Regions from separate parts of the Xenopus tropicalis genome. Here region 2 is linked to region 1. Evidence: chromatin contacts called from public Hi-C data. All regions are on one chromosome and are shown on one strand. The core of a region is the stretch at or near the end of the contact, and the rest is flanking DNA. Distances in the headings are between cores, read along the strand shown. Region 1 holds the start of siva1 (SIVA1, apoptosis-inducing factor). Region 2 holds the start of znf238.2 (zinc finger and BTB domain-containing protein 42).

The links. A called contact is a pair of places that touch in the nucleus more often than the background predicts.
Region 2: a contact with region 1 is called in a Hi-C map of liver, with 5 times the contacts expected there. The contact joins the promoter of znf238.2 here to the promoter of siva1 in region 1. A contact is called at or near these places in 4 of 5 Hi-C or Micro-C datasets (brain, gastrula embryo, liver and 1 more).

Annotation. Positions count from the first base shown.
Region 1 is chr8:99,641,486-99,648,016 of UCB_Xtro_10.0, forward strand. It overlaps siva1 (SIVA1, apoptosis-inducing factor), which reads left to right and starts at 3,057. Exons shown (of 4, transcript NM_001045673.1): 1 at 3,057-3,188; 2 at 4,328-4,486. The coding sequence starts at 3,071.
Region 2 is chr8:99,771,692-99,778,222 of UCB_Xtro_10.0, forward strand. znf238.2 (zinc finger and BTB domain-containing protein 42) reads left to right here and starts at 4,100. Exons shown (of 2, transcript XM_002940716.5): 1 at 4,100-4,572. The coding sequence starts at 4,500.

The DNA.
Region 1 (6,531 bases), core at 1,807-4,306:
TTCTCATTCGTGGTCAATCGTGCTTTAATGAATGGGCCCCTATATGATTTTACTACTTGTCTTTCTCCTGAGCCTTTCTGAGCACTAGCTCAAATATAGATTTTTTGGTGTTCAGCTGTCACCTGAAAATTGTCCCATGCAGTTATCCAGCACTTTAAAGTTACATAAAGGGTTCGCATTCAATTTTAGCCCAATTTGAATACTACAAAAGGTTTTTGGATTGAGTTGAATCTCAAATGAAATCCCAGATTCAGTGTATTCAGCCAAATCCCAAACTAATTCCTGGATTCAGTGCATTCAGCTTCTTGACAAACAAAATCACAAACTGACATTTCTGATATAATTTCATTATTAATCACACAACTCCCTGTAAAGTGGGGGTCTCCAATGTTTTTCACCTGTGAACCACTTTCAAGGGGCCCATTCATGAAAGATGAATTTTCGCTAGTTAAAAACACAATTAGAAAAAATACGGAGTAATCACGTTAATTTCTGATGTGCGAAAATTATTTTCATGGTTGCGATCCACAAGTCACTAAATTTTTGTATCCGAACTATTGTAAATGGCACAAAAACCTTACTGGATTTGAAACTTCTGTAGGGACCCATAGGGTTAAATGGTCCCTATGGCTTTAAATCCCTACAGGTTCGGTTCCCTTAGTTGCTGGGCAGAAGGGAATGTATCTAAGTGAGTTCATTAACATGTGTGTGCTATTGGTTAGTAGGTATAGTGACCACATCCTGCCTGACTCTGGTATAGTGATGGGAGAGGAGTGGCACCTTCCTGTTGTTTGCTTCCACCTTAGGGACAAGGTGGATGTGTGCTGAGAGCCCAGGGCATGGGCCCAGGCCCAGTGAAGTCGGGGAACAGGGCCCCGTGAATGAGGCATTAGATAGTGGCAGGTGTAGCTCCCTTTATAGTACACTCTATTGGTGTAAGGCAGTTAGGGCTGAGATAGAATGAGCAGCATGAGCTCCTGCATAGGATTTGCAGTTTTTCTGGAGATAGCTCTCCCAGGCCACATTGCCTGTAGTGTAGGGATCCAAGTGAATAGGGAATCAGGATAGAGAATTCCCTGAGGGATCCACTACAGGGTGTGTCGCAGAGGTGAAGAGAGATTCCTGCCAGTCTGCCCGCAGGAGAGTGTTAGTCTGAATATACACTCGGTATGTGTTGCATGTACCAATGGCCTCTGAAGCTGTATTGTAAGTAAACCCTGTGGATGTTCAATAAACACTTATCATTTTGTTATTTGCAAGAACCTCTGGCGCCCTCTGGTTTCATTTTTCTGCATAGCAGCAAGAGAGGTGTAGTTGCACAACACCCTCACCTTCCTCTTCCACTTAGCGAAGGCCCATTCTGGGTAAGAGAGTACAGTGTAACCCATGTTCTACTGGTACTAGTCCGGGAAAACAGCTATTGAGCTGAAATAGGTGTTACACTTCAATGCATGATTTTGGAAGCCTCCCATAGGAATCAATGGCACTCTGCAGCTCCAACCTGGCCCAAGGAAAGTCTCCCATAGGGCTCAATGGCACTCTGCAGCTCCAACCTGGCCCAAGGAAAGTCTCCCATAGGGCTCAATGGCACTCGGCAGCTCCAACCTGGCCCAAGGAAAGTCTCCCATAGGGCTCAATGGCACTCTGCAGCTCCAACCCGGCCCAAGGAAAGTCTCCCATAGGGCTCAATGGCACTCTGCAGCTCCAACCCGGCCCAAGGAAAGTCTCCCATAGGGCTCAATGGCACTCTGCAGCTCCAACCCGGCCCAAGGAAAGTCTCCCATAGGACTCAATGGCACTCTGCAGCTCCAACCCGGCCCAAGGAAAGTCTCCCATAGGACTCAATGGCACTCTGCAGCTCCAACCTGGCCCAAGGAAAGTCTCCTATAGGGCTCAATGGCACTCTGCAGCTCCAACCCGGCCCAAGGAAAGTCTCCCATAGGGGCTCAATGGCACTCTGCAGCTCCAACCCGGCCCAAGGAAAGTCTCCCATAGGACTCAATGGCACTCTGCAGCTCCAACCCGGCCCAAGGAAAGTCTCCCATAGGACTCAATGGCACTCTGCAGCTCCAACCTGGCCCAAGGAAAGTCTCCCATAGAGCTCAATGGCACTCTGCAGCTCCAACCTGGCCCAAGGAAAGTCTCCCATAGGACTCAATGGCACTCTGCAGCTCCAACCCGGCCCAAGGAAAGTCTCCCATAGGGCTCAATGGCACTCTGCAGCTCCAACCCGGCCCAAGGATAGTCTCCCATAGGGCTCAATGGCACTCTGCAGCTCCAACCTGGCCCAAGGAAAGCCTCCCATAGGGCTCAATGGCACCTTGCAGCTCCAACCTGGCCCAAGGAAAGCCTCCCATAGGGCTCAATGGCACCCTGCAGCTCCAACCCGGCCCAAGGAAAGTCACAATATTGAAGCTTGAATGAATTCCCAAAATGGTAGTAGTCTTTGCGCAAAATACAACTACGTGCTATTTTAACAATATTATTGTGGTCATTACGAAAAGTTCAAGAAATTAGAAAAAATATGGTTTCTTCTGAAAAAAAATTGTGATTTCATGAATGGGCCCCCAAGTAACACAAGCACATAAAACGTTCCAGGAGTGCCACATAAGGGCTGTGATTGGATAGCTGGGAGCCCTATGGGGACTGGCAGCCAACAGGAAGCTCCCTTCGGCACTACACGTGTTTTTATGCAACAAAAACTTGTCTCTAAGCCAAGAATTCAAAATAAGAACGTTCCTTGGGGCCACCGGGAGCAACATCCCAGGGAATGGCGAGTTACTCCCGAGTCACTAGTTGGGAATCACTGCCATAAAGGCCCAGATATACTGATAAACACTGCACTTGTACACAGCCCGCCCTCCGCCTCCCAGGGACAAGCCTTACACTCCAACCAATCAGAGCACTTGCTTAGCTTCGTATGTGCGACGTGATTGGCTAGTCAGCACGCTGATTTCCTAAACCTCCTTGAAATAGAAGCGGCTCAGCCCCCTTCCCCGCCTGCGCAGTAAGTCGTTTCGCTTTGGCGCGCTTCCTGGGGCAGCCCCGCAAGTCTCCTTCCATCGCCAACATGCCCAAGCGCTCCTACCCCTTTGACAGCGTCTCTCCCTTACAGCTAAAGACTCATGTCGGCGAGAAGGAGTTATGTCAGGGTGTAGCCGGTGACACGCTCATGCGGGACATTTTCGGTGAGTGGCAAAAGTCACCGAATTAACGTGAAGTGTCTACTTCCAGCAGCCTTACTATGGCCGGGCTGTGTCCTCCCACTGTGCGCAGCTCCGCCTCAGGAGTGGGGATTGTCCTGTCACTCCCGCTTGTCTCCTTCCTCCCTCCCTGCTCCTTGTCCTACTGCTGCTTCCTGTCCTGCTTGGGAACCTGCTGTAATTCCCCGGATCCCATCGTGTGGGGCGCTTCCGCTTGTATTAAAAGAAGCGGAAACCCCAGACTTTAGGGTTACATGCACACGTTCAAACTTTATATATAGAAAATAATGTTTTTGCTGTTACACTTCCCTTCTACAGCTATGGGTTGCCCGTACCTGCTGCGCCTTGGCCTTACCCCCTTGCAGTAGGGAATAATCCAGTTTATATTTTTGTTTGTAATATAAACATTACCTAAATCAACTTTTTTTTTTTTTTTTTTACCAGCCAGGTGGCAGCCTTTCCTTTCAGAAATACAGGCAGGAATAGGAAGCTTGTATCATTTTCTGGCCAGTGGCATGGGCGGCTGAATGTCCTGTTTCATGTTGGCAATAACATAACTCTTTACATGAATAAGATGGCACCCTGTTTCAATATCCCTCCCCACCCCCCACAAATTCCTTTCATCTTCTGATAATACATGTAATGCTTCAGTGTGGTGTTACAGGCTGTGGGCATCCAGTATTACAACACCTTCTGTGTATTGGGGATAATGTGGTTTATAACTGATTTGGCTTATCGTCTGCACAACATGGAATTACTTATACGTTATATCCTGAGTGGGCAAAACAAAGCCCTTAATATACAAATCGGAGGATGTTCTGAACATGAAATAGTTGGCAGGCACCAATCATATGAAAGTGACTTCCATTGTAGGTCCCCCAAATTTTCTAACCTGGGTGATCGGCCAAATGACTGATCACCACGGTACAAAAGTTATCGGGACAATAATTCGGAGCAGATGCACAGTCCAAAACTCCTACAGACTATTTTTTATACAGTTTTATCGGTACGTCTTTAGAGATGCTACATGTGGACATGATGGATACAAGTTTTATTTTGTGGATTCATTGGTATTCTTGTGTAATTCAGCATCTTAATCATTTTTTTTTTGTTTATCTTCTCAGAGAAGACAAAGCAATTGTTGTTCAAAGGCGCAAAAGCTGTTTTGGGAAATCAAGAACACCAAAGTGAAAATGGACAAATTTCCCTCCCTGAACTTCCATCTGGACAGACTGTTATTGGACAAGATGGCAAACTGTGTAGGAACACTCAGTCACACAAATGTAAGACCTGCAATGGGTTTTGTACTGCACGCTTGTAGAATGCTTCCCCTGTCACATAGCTTAGGTCTTTAACTCGTGTATGAAACTTGGGTAAGAGGAGGGGGGTGCCAAAAGTTAGGCACCCACCAGTGATTGTACTTATCTGATAGCGTTGCTCAAAACTGCCTGGCCCGGCGTGGTTCTCGGCAAGCACCAAGTTTGGCTTTTCACACAACACACCTGAGACAAAGATGGAGCAGGAAATGGATTACTCCATGGTGCCTACTGAGAAGAGACCTGGGCTGGGGCAGTTCTTTACTAACAAGCTGGGGCCCAGGGTATCGGGTACTTAAATACCTTCACTGGGGGGTGTTTAACACCCCCCACCCGGTGATTTTAACCTTTTTATTTTTTTTTATAAAGCGGCAACATATTCTGCAGCGCTACAGTAAGTGGGTTTCATACACTGGACATACAGAGTAACATATAAAGCAACCAATAACAGATACATGAGGTGAAGAGAGTCCTGCCCAAAAGAGCTTACAATCTACAAGGAGAAAGGGTTGAGAAAAGGTGCCGGAATGGGGAAGATCAGAGTTAAGCAAGGTGAGGTGTCGCACAGGTTATTGCTTTTAGCAGCATGCTAAGGTTATGTTAAACTAAATTAGGGTAAGCTTCTCTAAATAAATGTTTTTAGAGATCTTTTGAAGGCAGAGAGATTGAGAGAAAGTCTGACAGTTTGTTGGAGCGAATTCCAGAGAAGGGGGGCAGCCCTTGCAAAGTCTTGAATGCGAGTGTGTGAGGAGGTAATGAGAGAGGTGTAGAGGAGCATAACGAGCGGCTTGGTATCTAAACTTTCCTTCTCCTTTAAGAAATTGGCGTTGCGGAAACTTAGGCCAGGGTGACCATATAGATTTTTAGATTTTAAGCTTTTTTGAGCAGAGCTCTCTTTACCTGTTGAATGCCTGCTTTGTATGTAAATCTGGATGTTCAGTGTATATACCCATTTATTGGACAGTGCTGCAGGACATGTCAGTGCTTTATAAATATGTAATAACTGTATGAACCCAAAAAGCACTGCCTTTTCACAAGGCCATTAAAGTGATACTGACACCAGAAATTAAACCTTTTTTATAACATTGTCATAACATTGCCTTTGCATGCTATTTATAATTTTGCCATAAGTATTTGTCCAAGCTTTTACATTCCCTATCTGATCCCCCATGTTCCTCTATGAGGGGGCTGCCATATTTGTCCAGCAGGGGGCCGTTAGCATTAGAAGCTGTAACTGTCAGGCTGAGAAGGGACAGTCAGGTTGGCAAAACAGTCAGGTTTTGGGATTTCAAGTAACAATTCCTTACAAAAGCAAACCTAGCAGCAAAAAATAATCAACATGACCTATAGGCAACTTTTTATGTAGATTCATATTTTGAAAAGTTGTTTTTTCGTGTCAGTATCACTTTAATTTTTATATGCACAGAATTGCGTAGCTTTTTAAAATGTTAATTAACAATGCCCTACTGTTGCTTAAATGAAGAGGATGCATAGGCACCTTTTAACAACTTGGGATCAGTGAATTTGTACTCTGGATAAAACAGAACTGGATCACCCCTATTTATTCAGTAATACTTCCATTCCCCCCCCCCCCCCCAACTATTCATCTCATTTTTAGGGATGGGCACAAATTCCCAACGCAATAAATCGGCACGCACGTCACTTCCTCTTACGCGTGTGTAGATTTTTTTTTTGTGTGTGTGGGTTTTTTTAACCATAAATTGGCGTGTCAGACAGCGACACACAAGGGGCAGATTTACTAATCCACAAACGGACCGAAAGCGCCCGAACGCGATTTTTCGTAATGATCTGTATTTTTGCGACTTTTTCGTCGCCAGCGCGAAAAAATCAGATTGGTTTTTCCGCCGTTTACTATCGCTCAATATGAAAAAGTCGCGACAAATACGAAAAATCGCGACTGCAACGAAAAATTCACAATTTTTGTTTCCAATACAATTTTTTCCCTTTGGGGATTCGTGGATTAGTAAATCTGCCCCTAAGTTTTTGCCCAT
Region 2 (6,531 bases), core at 2,850-5,349, 130 kb after region 1:
TGAGCAAAATGTTGCTGATCTAGAGGTTACTGGGACTGCAGCAAAATCATTTTAGGCCCCAACAGATGAAGAAAATGTTTTATACAAACATAAATTTATCTTACTCATTGGCCAGAAGCCCCCCAGCAGTCACAGGTTCTGCTACCATATAAGCTATCTGTTTCATTCCTGATCTAACATTAGTTTTTTTTATCTACTTATGGAAGTAGCATAAGCAATTTGGAAAAGCATAAACGGGGTAGCAGACCTCAAAACATTTTGGAGTATGCCATGAATTTTTTTGGCGTAATCATAATTTGAATTGTGTTTAGAATAGTGAAATTTTTGTAGAGCCGCAGTGAAACAGATTGTCAGGAAAATTAAATGCTGCCTCTGCATTATTCCCTGCACCCATATCATACTGCATCAGATATGTTTGCTTGCAAAAAGCTCATTACATTTAGTAGCAGCCTCTACCTCACTGAGAATACAAGCCTAATTCTAAAAGTCATTACTACGTATACATTTTCTGTCCAGCACGCCACTAGTAACATTCTTGGACAGCTTGTATTATTTAAACAGTGTAACACATGGTAAAGTACCAAAACAAATTAGGTTCTACTATAAGAAAATATCTGTGTTTAGTTGTGGGAGGGTAAAAGTCTGTATTTGGAGCATGATGGTCTGCTGTAACCCCCCCCCCCCACACCCAAAAAAATGGGTGTCAAACACATTATTTTTGAATGACGAACGCTGGCGCAGGGCAGGGTTCGTGCTAGCTGTGTCTCTAATGGGGCTTTCAGTGTAAGGAACAGAACACAGCACATACAGAGGCTAGGCAGCTATGTACTAAATGTCTGCCATGTGCAAAAACAATGGGGATTTGCACCTACTATATGCAACTCGCCCTCTAGTGCCATGAAGGTTGAAAACTAGTGTGTACTAGTTAGAGTTTTAGGGCTCAGTAATACCTATGCATAGGCCATGAAAAACATTTTAAGGTGGCCACACACGTGGCGATTTTCGATCTTTGGTCGCATGAAAGATCGTTCCCACCCTCCACAGACGTTCAGGGTTGAATTGTCAGATATGGAGGTAGAAACAATAGGATTTCTACCTCCTTCTGCTGATTCAGCCCTGAAGGTAGATTTTGCTCAGGTGCCTTCAATGGTGCCCGATCAAAATCTTTTAACCCACTCGATCGGCAAGTCGACCGATTTTCGCAGCCTTCTGCGATATTGGTCGCCTCGCCGGGTCGCCATACATGCACCAAATTATAATATATCATCGGTGTATGTATGGCCAGCTAAAGGATGGTTGCTTTTCTGGTTTTAGAGTCATGCTATTATTGGATAAAAGCAACCAGCATGGGAGACAGCTCGTTTAGGGAAGGCAATCTGCAATGAGTAGAGTTCTCAGACTCTGAGGAGCCATTATCAGTTAAATCCTAGAATTAACCTAGTACTAAAGCCTAGAAGAGGGGACAGTACAGTATATGGGCTTTATCAGAGGGCAGGTCTTCAAGTTAACAAGCTGTGGTTCTAATAAGTAGGGATTAACAATACAGCTAAGAACCTGTGTAGAACAGTGAAAGCTTAGAGAACCTCTCCAAGATTTGGGCAAATCCCTAGGGATGGCTTAAAGAGCAGCATTATTCATTCTAAGCAAACCATATTGTTTCATCTCTTCCTTAAGTCTCTGGGCTAGAACACCAGTGATGAAGACATTTCAATGTTATAAGTTAACCAATACAAAATATTTTACATAATGATGCCCAATTTCTGTGCAGTAATTATACCCTATTATACAGACAGAGGCCAGTCTTTCAAAGGCACAGAAGCCTAACCATAGGATGTGATCTGGGCTGTAAGCTGTGTACACAGTAGTCCAATCAGGGACACAAAGCTTATAGAAAACAGGCACAAAATATAAATATGTGTATTTTTCGTGCTATATTACATAATTCATGAGGCAGAGGTTGCTCATCTTAATAGAATAAAATACAGTATAAAAGGTTAAGAAAGCACAATAATCGTTATATATGCTGTGAAGTTTCACAGATTTAGCTGTAAATTGCTTTATACTTTTAAATACCATGCATCAATTGACAAATTAATGGACTAAAATAGTTTTTAACTTTTAAACAGGGATTTACATAGTACTGAAGATAGGTCATGTTATATGTGTTTGGGGAAAAAGGGACTGCTTTTATTTATAGCAACCGAAAATTTACCATAGATCCTAAACATGTCCAATGGCATAACTACAATACAGCCCGGGGAAGGGGATGGGGCCAGGACCATGGGGTCTGCTGTACAGTAGTTGATGGACCCCCTAAAAATTGTTTTTCTGGTAGTTAAGCCACCAAACATTTTTCTAGGTTGTAGTTGCTACTAATTAGCTCGGTGTGCCTTAGCCCAAAGTTTTTCTTTTGAACAGGTTTTTGGAACATGTTGGTGCTATGTGCATTATTCAAATTCAAATACAACCTCAAGAGAAAATATTAAAATATATATTTTAATATTTAAGGTAATGCAGTGTCTACAATAGGTAGCAGTTGACTCACAAAGCAGAGGGAAAAAAACACAGAATCTGGGAGCATGTGAATGTCTTTCCACACAATACAGCGGTTCTTGGAAAGAAAGAAATTACCTTGGCTTGTTGTGGAATCAGGAAAAAGTACAAAGGGAGCTTATCCTGGATTTCCCTGCTGTTTATTTAATTTACTTTTATCCACAGACAAGTTAGCCTTCTTTTATGACTGTCACATGATCTTGAACAAGCCACATGTGAGGGATTTACAGAGCCTGGTCCTTGGGTGGAAAAAGCTAGGCACAGCATTGCAGCCTCATTCACTCTCTTGGCAACTCATATAAACACGTTTTAATACAAATCGCCTCATAAAATGCCATATATCTAACTGCAAACAAGGTGAATTAAATGAATTCATTATATATCATTACTATGTATAGATGCAGCACAGCATCATCAGAACTAAATAATACATTTTAATTAACAAAAAAAAACAAAAAAACTAATATTTGAGAATTTTGTGATCTATTCCCAATGAGTGCTCTGCTGCAATGTATACCATTGTTAACTTGTACCAGGGCATCTTGTAAGTGTTTGTTGGAGTGCTCATCTGTGTGTGCTTATCTACCAATAAAAAATGTTTGGATTTTTTTCACAAAACCCTGAGTGCTGGTATAATCTTTGGTCCGTTTGTTGCAGAACCACAACTCGACACCCAGGTATTATCCCATTTGGTGTGTGCCCTTTAGATTAAAGACTGTAGCAGTTATTGAGTACAGAGAAGAACAGGCTGTCCTTAGGTGACAGTTGTGCTCTTAGACTGTGTAATTTTAATGACCGAGGCCACCAAGGGAGGTCACATAACAATATCCAAGTTGTGAGAAAGCCTGTGGCAGCTGCAGGGTCCCTTGGGAAGCACAGCTGTTAAGCAGGGTCACTTCATGAAAAAGGTGACTGACAGCTGGTTCCTAAGATTTTCTGAAGCAGCTGAGGTCTACCCTCTTTTACGAGCAGCCCTCAATGGGATTTCTCTCTAAAAAATGCTATAATCCCTCACATATAGCACACATATAACACTTGTACCGTGTTTGATCATGTCATTTTTTCAGAATATCAGAGGAAACAATGTCAATATTACACTGATTGGCTAGCACAAGGGCTAGGAGTAAATGGAACTGGTGAATCCGTTAAAATAATAGCAGACATGCATGTGAAGCAAGTAATAGGCAATCACTAGGCAAAAAGTGCAGCTTACCTAATTATTGTATTTTATGACTTTTTAGACAAATCTCTGCTAACCTTTTAAATTGTGTCTATATCTATTTCTACATTTACTATATGTGTTCTGAGGGGGCACTCGTCTTTACATGCATATTATGTATATATAACCATCTATATATATTTCTAAGGCCTAATATAAGTAGAGTATTTGGGCCAAGACAATCAGTTAGCCCCCAGGCTGCCCTCTAAAAATAGTGTGTGCAGCTGTACATCTGTTTGACTGCACAATGTCAATAGAAATCTGGCCAGGAGTCCCATTTTAGGAAGAGCAGTGGCCAGTGCTTGCTGAGCGGCGCATTCTAACAGGAGCAGCCTGTTTATGTGAGAAGGGCACAGCTGCAGCAGTCGCCTCTCCCATTGGTTCCCAGCAGCGGTGCTAACACTTCCCATTGCTGCCTGGAGAGGGGAGGAGGGGTGCAGGGGACTGTGGCCAGTGCCAGGCGCTGCGCACAGACACCAGCGAGACGCGCACACACGCATCTCTCTCTCACACACACTCACACAACCTGAGCCCTGGGAAAGGGGAGACACAGCCCTGGAGCAATTTGCAACTATTGTGTCCTGGACTATCGCGAGAGCGTCCTCTTACCAACCTGCTCCCAACAAACAGAGCGCTGCTAGGCTGCAACTAACACAGCCACACACTGGGGGAGGCAGCGCTGCAGTCGCGGTGACACCGGCAGCAGCAACAACATCTGGGGAGATCCATGAAGCCGCAGGATTCCCACAAACTCTGGGCACTGAAGCAGCCAGCAGCTCCCGGGGCCCCCAGCGCAGCCTGTGAGTATGCCATTCTCTGTCCGCCCTGCCAGTAGGGTTAGTGGGCGTTTAGGTGGGTTCTGTGCTCGGGCTGGCACAAGTTTCTTCTGCCCACGACCACCCTCTATATTACTGAGAGTGGGGCGCCCTGAGTCGTGTATGGGATCCCTCACCCTGCTCTCCCTGCGAGTTTTTATCCGCACACAGGAGTTTGGGAGCCGGGTGAAGAGATCGCCGGCTTAAGTTAAGCTACACTGGGAATTCGTAGGTCAGAACTAGCAGTGAAGCAATAGAAATCGAAGAGAAAGTGCTGCCGGTTGCAGATATAATTATAATCATCGCAGCTGCACTTCCTTAAACTCCGCGCAACCTGCTCTGCCTGGAACCTGCAGGCCGGGAACTCGCAGCAAAGGTCACACCGGCGGCACTGGATCGCGACTCCCCCCGTCTTACTGGCTCCCGGGGACAAACGGGTCGTACCGATATAGCTTACCGGCAAGGAGATAGGATTTTTTCCATAGTAAAAGTCACAGGGTTAATATACTCACAGAGAAAAGAAACCGGAATGGCAACCCTGCCTGACCCTGCTAAAATCCTGGGGAATGTATTGATCTTTAAATTGTCTGCAAGACAGAAGCCAGTGGAGCTAAGTACATAGATTAGACTAGTGATGACCGACCCCCGTCCCCCAGCTGTTGAACTACAACTGCTGAAAACCTAGATATATTTTATACATGGCATGTGTTGTCATGGGACAAGTGCCTGTTGTAGTTGATCAAAAGAGCTGCAGTTTGGCCCATGCTTATAATTTTTAGATTTTTGCAGGGGCTTTAGGGAGTTCTAGTGCAACAACAGCTGGGGGACAGCAGGTTGGCCCTCCCTAAATCAGACAGACTGCTATGTATATATATTTATATAGCTGACACACACCTTTTGTCTGATGACTGTTGCAAACCAGAGGTTATCTGCAGCTGCTGTTATTTGCTAACACAACTAAATTGTAGAAAAAAAAAAGTTGCAGGTATCCAGTCCCTAAGATATGTGGAAAAGCTGAATATTGTTCCACACTGCCCTCCTGGAGGGCAACACATTTAGCGCCTCTCACCTAAGGGTGCTGCTGTGTGCACCTGTACCTGCTCTGGAGTTCCTAAACTTAGTTGGGGCACAGTGCCCTTTCCAACCCCGAGCAGCACTTGCACCTATGTAATAGATGACTATAAATGGGGCTGTTGGAACTTTAAAAGGCAGCAAGCGGCGTGGTTGGCTGGTAGCTAGATTTGGAGTAACATATGGCATTAAAAGGAGCACAGCTGGAGGTAGCATTTCCATCGCAGTGAAGTCAGAGCAGCTGACTCTCCAGCTTGCAGTGTAATTAGCAAACTGAGCACTCCTCCCTGCCTCCTCCTCCTCCTCTCTCCCATACACTCTCACACTGACACACTCTGCTGCTACTGCCACCACCACCGCTGCTGCTGCTGCTCTCTCACTGTCTGCTGGAGACCTTGTAATACCACAAGCTCTCAGGCAATGATTTAGAAGAAAGCTGCCTCACTTGAAAGGTCTCTGGGGCATATCCCATGAACTGTTCCATCCCTTTGTTGCAGGGGGGGAAGGTAAGATTGTGATGAAACAAACAGGATCACTCTGCTGCTTGTAAGAACTTTTTCACCTTCATTTTTTAAAGGTTTATTTTAGTAAACAAAAAACAAACAAACTTTAAATGGAGGTTTTAAACTTTAATATACAGGTGTGTAAGAATCGGGTGCTCTGCGCTTTGGTTTTATTATAAACTTTTTTTTTTATCATTAATCGGGGGGGGGGGATTATGTTTTTATTTTGTGCTTTGCAAAATAGTATCCTTTGCTGGAGCAGTGTTTATCTTCTTACTTTAATGACTATTTCCTTTATAGATACAATGTATTACATTAATACATAAGAGGCAATCTAAAGTTTAAACAGCAGCCAAGCCTTGTGTTTAAC